2 separate regions of the Oryzias latipes genome follow, and region 1 is linked to region 2. The links are chromatin contacts, called in public Hi-C maps. All regions are on one chromosome and are shown on one strand. The core of a region is the stretch at or near the end of the contact, and the rest is flanking DNA. Distances in the headings are between cores, read along the strand shown. Region 1 overlaps LOC101162800 (ras and Rab interactor 3). Region 2 holds the start of adi1 (1,2-dihydroxy-3-keto-5-methylthiopentene dioxygenase).

The links. Hi-C and Micro-C count contacts between places; a contact is called where the count stands out from the background.
Region 1: a Hi-C map of embryo shows a contact between it and region 2, with 2.8 times the contacts expected there. The contact joins the enhancer-like site here to the promoter of adi1 in region 2. A contact is called at or near these places in 4 of 5 Hi-C or Micro-C datasets (embryo, fibroblasts and gastrula embryo).

What each region holds. Positions count from the first base shown.
Region 1 is chr22:20,892,886-20,895,585 of ASM223467v1, reverse strand. It overlaps LOC101162800 (ras and Rab interactor 3), which reads right to left. Exons shown (of 14, transcript XM_011490657.3): 3 at 1,374-1,485; 4 at 1,166-1,238; 5 at 494-585. Among protein-coding and RNA genes, the nearest start is that of pth2, 12 kb to the left of the region's middle. Within about 2 kb of position 1,370, at least 1 of the 8 cell types and tissues checked has an H3K27ac peak or open chromatin away from gene starts, as enhancers often do. A contact at or near this core is called in embryo, where this site is marked.
Region 2 is chr22:20,791,609-20,794,308 of ASM223467v1, reverse strand. adi1 (1,2-dihydroxy-3-keto-5-methylthiopentene dioxygenase) reads left to right here and starts at 1,355. Exons shown (of 4, transcript XM_004082679.4): 1 at 1,355-1,548; 2 at 1,659-1,778; 3 at 1,858-2,037; 4 at 2,155-2,480. The coding sequence starts at 1,426. The coding sequence ends at 2,271. trappc12 (trafficking protein particle complex subunit 12) reads right to left here. Exons shown (of 12, transcript XM_023951255.1): 12 at 2,529-2,700.

The DNA.
Region 1 (2,700 bases), core at 121-2,620, 100 kb before region 2:
TACAAATCACTTTTCTTCACCCTTTAGAAAAAGGGGAAGAAAAGTCAGTCAGAAATGAATTCCAATGACTGTTGAAGAAGTGTTGACGGTTGCAGACCCTGAATTAGAGGGTGGGCAGACTAAAGGCATTTCTTGAATCCATCTTCTCAACCTTTTGCCTGAAATTAAACATGTTTTTATTCTTTAGCGACCGTTTTTAATTTCTATGTGCACAGTTCTTGGTTCAGACTTGCACAAAGCCCAAAGCTTTACAGTAACACAAGAGGTGACAGCTGTATTTTTTTGTCATTTTGTGTACCTGCAAAGTTCAAGTACACAGACTTCACTGACTTCCAGTTTCCTGAAAGTCAAAGTTTTTATGTTTGAGGAGAGGCCAAAGCTACCAACTATTTTAAAGTTTTACATTATTCCTCCGTTGTGATTTCCTTTCCTCTTCCTTTCACTGCTGAACTCCCCGTCAACCTCAGTGGAAAACAGTGAAGTTTTTGTTTACCGGCACCCATGGCTGAGATGACTTGCAGCTCCTCTCTCTGAGTCGTCGTGGTAACGGCCTGAGGTAATCTTAGCAAGACGGTCAAGATGTCCCTGATTGACCAAGCAAAAAAGATCAACTCATAGAAGATTTTGTAAAAATCACGAAGATGCTGTCCAGTTTTTTTGTACATTTTTGATTTTACACATACTGCTGGTGTATGTATGTGCATGGGCATTTGTGCGGATGTGCACTTATTTTGTGTGTTAACACTAGTTTTTGTGTCTACATGTGGGTATCTATTTGTCTATGTTTATTTTTGTGCGTTTGTCTCTTTGTTTGTGTAGTTGTGTGTGTGTTTGGGTGTCTGTGCATGTGTTCGTGTTAATGCATCTGTGTGTTAATGCATATGTCTGTGTGTTTATGCATATGTGTATGTGTGTGTGAGTTAATGCAAATATGTGTGTTAATGCAAATGTTGGTGGTGTGTGTTAATGCATGTGTGTGCATGTTTGTGTGTGTTAATGCAAATATGTGTGTGTGTGTGTTAATGCATGTGTGTGTGTGTGTGTGTGTGTGTGTTGATGCAAATGTTTGTGTGTGTGTGTGTTAATGCATGTGTGTGTGTGTTTGTGTGTGTTAATGCAAATGTGTGTGTGTGTGTTAATGCATGTTTGTTTGTGTGTGATTTACCTGCTGGAACAGTAGAAGAGGATGAGTTGAAAAATATCATCAAAGACCAGAGCAGAACCCTCTAAATGGATGACTGACATGAGAAAAGAGTCAAAGAGGAAACGACTTAGTCATGTATTCTGTGTGTCCTGAGCTAAATATACGCTGTTCAGTGACACATAGAGCTGCAGCTGTCACAAGAGGAAGCTGCTCGCTGTGCAGCACATACAGTCCCTGTGCTGTGTGAGCATCAGGCTGAGCACGCGCGGCGCTCCCTGCTCCTCCGGAAGGCGTACAGAAACCGCCGTCGCCTGTCCGTCTGTGCTGTGAACCAGGAACATCTGCAAGAGGCAGCAGCAGCTGTTAAATTTTGTGGTCCCAAAAGAAACAGCAGCTGTGAAACCCAACAACAAGAGACCATGTGTGACTTTTCCCACACACGAACACAACATGACCCCCATGCGGAGCCCCATGCTGTCTGTTAGGACCTGGCATCTTCATTAGATTTGTATCCGCAAGTATAAAGATGTCATACAATAATTCCCTCAGACATGTTAGAATAAAAGTTTCACTAATTCCCCGACTGCACTAAGAAGACACTTTGACTCCCACTTTCCAGCCATGACAGCGTCAGAGCCTCAATGCAGCGTCTCCAGGCCTGCATCCAGACACAGTGCTGCTAAAGGCAACCGTAGTATTTAATAAGCAACACTGTTGATGACAGGAATGGAGGACTTGAAACCCGGTGGAAATAAATGGTTTAGTTTAGATAAATACTTCCTAATTAGTGTGAGAGTCCCCTCCCTGCAGGCTCTCCTGGTTTCATGACTTCATCTCAGGAGAAAGTCATGATTGTTTCAGATCCGCTTTGATGCCGGTTTTTGTGTAGAAATGTAACGTAGCTATCAAATAATGCTGTAAACAGAAAATGAAGAAAGTATTGTTTATTTTTCACAAGTATAGAACATTTTAAGTGACCTAACAAAAGGAAAAAGTGGACTAAATTAATATTTCACGTTTTTAATTGTTGCCTATAAACCAGCATCAAATCCTAGAATTAGACTTGCACAAAGTCAGGGATTTTCAGGGCTTATAGTCAGGTTAGTGATCAATCAATTCTACTGCTAAAGACCATCAGTCTCTCTTTTTGGCTCAAACTGAGTCAGAGACTGACAATAGCAGTCTGAAAATAACCGCCAAACTCTGCTCCCAAGGCAACTCTGTGAAAGACGACACAGCGACTCGACTCAAGGTAGTTCCACGCCATCGGCCCATCTCTCCCAGGCAGAGGTCTCAGAGCAGACTGGGGGTTGTAGGAGGGTAAACTCTTTTGTAGAGCCATGCCGAGGATGACGCAGTGGTCTACCACATCAAGTTTACTCTCCTTCTAAATTAGACAATGTCTGCCAATGCCTGAACTGACAGAATCAGGGGGTCCACGTTCAAACTGTTCAGAGAGGTCTAACCAGAAGGGTCTTTGTGGAAGAGTTGAAGCTTAGCTAAGGAGACAGGGCCTGGCCACTCAAGAACCACGGAAAACACAGGAAAAGTGACAG
Region 2 (2,700 bases), core at 106-2,605:
GCTTCATGAAAAACTGCCACTTTGATCATCCTGCATGACAAGTTAGACGCTAATCTTTATTAGCCTTATTCCTGCTTGATAAATCTGTATTACTGTTCACCCTTGTGCTTTCTTAGCCCTTGTACTATCTTAGATGACACCACCCTTACATTGACGTGTTCTCCCTACCATGACAAAGGTGGATAAAGGTGGAAAGATTTCATGTAATCCATGGACACCAGTGAAGATCACAAATCATTGAAGAAAAAAGATTCAGAGCACTGTCTAGTGGGTCTAGATGACCCAACTCCCAATGTTAAAGTGCCTAGGATATCACAAGGGTTACACAAAAACTGCAGCCGTTCTCTTTAAACCCAAAATGAAGTCTCAAAAATTCCCTGGAAGGATAAATATCCCTAATTATTTTTAAAACGATTCTTTTACTTTTGGTAAAATAGAAAATTTAATGAATGATGTAATGTAATCTGAATTCAATCTTCTTTAGAGAAGTGTTTAGAAATGTTTTTTTTTATGGGATGTTTGAAAAAGTTCTTTGACAAACAATCTTCGTATGAAGCTGTTTGGTAAATCTGCAATCGTAAGCGTCTGTCCGTCCAAATTAGTTTTCAGTACAATAAACTTGTTGATGAAAGGCATAAAGTTTGATTGGCAGTTTCTTCAGGCCATTTTCATATTTCAGCAGAAAGTTAATTCCACCTACATCCCTTAATATTTAGGGAGGGATACTGAAACTAGAAACCTAAGGGAGCCAGTTCAGCTCGTGCTAGTTTGCGGCGCCTTCTGTCCGTGAACCCAGGGTTCAAATCTGGGCTGCTCCCTGTTCCCCTCTCTGCTTCTGTGCCGGTCCCAAGCCCGGTTAAATTGAGAGAGTTGCGTCAGGAAGGGCAGCCGGCGTAAAACGTGCGACTCATCCTCGAAGGAGAGATTGTTTCGCTGTGGCGACCCCTGATGGGAAAAGCCGAACGAGAAAGAAGAAGACTGAAACCAGAGACCTATTCCGTTCTTTTGCACAGTGTGGAATGTCAATGTTTGTTATTTTGTATATGCAATATTTGTTAATAAAGTTTATTTAAAAAAAATGTAAACCACCCCTCTGAACACAGGAGTCACGGCTCTCCAGTAAAGTAAAATGAGCTACTGTGGTGATAAAACCCAAAACGTCCACGCACGTGGACTCCTGGTGTGAAGAATAAACAAAGAAGAAATATTGAACAAAAACTAAACTATCGTTACCGACATTAAACTGCGAAGGCTAAACAAAAACTAATCTACAAATCTTTCCGTAAACGCAGCGCAATTTGATTGGACTAGACAAACAACGGGGCGGGAGGCTGCGCTGTGAGCGTCAGTGGGACGTGTTGACGTCATCGGCGGAAGTGCTGTCCCAGTCACGCGCTGAACAGAATCCTGGATCGTCCTGCAGTCATGGCTCTGGAGGCCTGGTACATGGACAGCTCTGACGAAGATCAGAGGGAGCCGCACAGGCTCCACCCACATCAGCCCGTCTCCTTAGACCAGCTGAAGGAGCTCGGAGTTTTTCACTGGAGGGTAAAGTCTTCACTCAGCTCATTTCTCTCCTTCATCCACTCTGCACTTTCCCTCTGACGTCAGAAGCGGCACGCGGAATCAACCGTGTCACGTGACTCTTGCCTCTGCAGCTGGATGCTGATCGGTACGACTCCGACCCAGAGCTGAGCAGAATCCGCCAAGAGCGAGGCTACTCCTATATGGACATCATCACGATTCACGAGGACACGTTACCCAACTATGAGGAGAAGGTAGCCACGCCCCCCTCTGTGTATACATCACTCCCTCAGACGTCACGTGTGGAGCTGATCTGTTGCTGTTCTGCCTCAGTTGAGGATGTTCTACGAGGAGCATCTCCACTCGGATGATGAGATCCGCTACATCCTGGATGGACGCGCTTACTTTGACGTGAGGGACAAGGAGGACCGCTGGATCCGGATCTCTATGAGCAAAGGAGACCTGATCACGCTGCCCGCTGGCATCTACCACCGCTTCACCCTGGACCGCACGGTGGGTCTGAAAGTCACCGTGAATCCCGACTTGTCCAAAATTTGTCTCTTTTCTCCTTGTTATTGAACCCCTTTGTTGTTGGCCGTTGAACCAGCGACTCTTGCTCTGTCTCTGCAGAACTACACCAAGGCCATGCGGCTGTTCGTGGGGGAGCCGGTGTGGAAGGCTCACAACAGGCCGGCCGACCACTTCCCCGTCCGCCAGAAGTACGTGTCTTCTCTGCAGGGGTCCTGATGGACGGTCCCCTCCATCAACAGAGAAATCAGCCTCCATGTGCATCACATGGTTGTTCCACATCAGTGCCAGTTCTTCCAACCCGATGATTTAGAGGTCACATTCTGAGAAGACCGACCTTTAGCCCGCCGTTGGACCAGGAACTACAGAAAAGAAAATTAAAATGACAGGGTTTTCCAGGAAATGAAAATAAAGTTGCTGTCATTTTATTTCTCCCAAGTGTTCTTTTTTTTTTAAGGAGGGGTAATTCATTTAAATGATTTGGACAGAACCCTTTTATTGTGTAAAAATGCTGCACAACATTGGAACAGAGCAGGAGGAAGCCGAGAGAACAGAGCCAGAGGTTTGGTGGAGCTTGGTTCATGAAGTGCAGGGGTCTCTGCGGGAGTCCAGCTGTTCTCAGAGGACTGGAGCTCCAGTTTGTTCTCA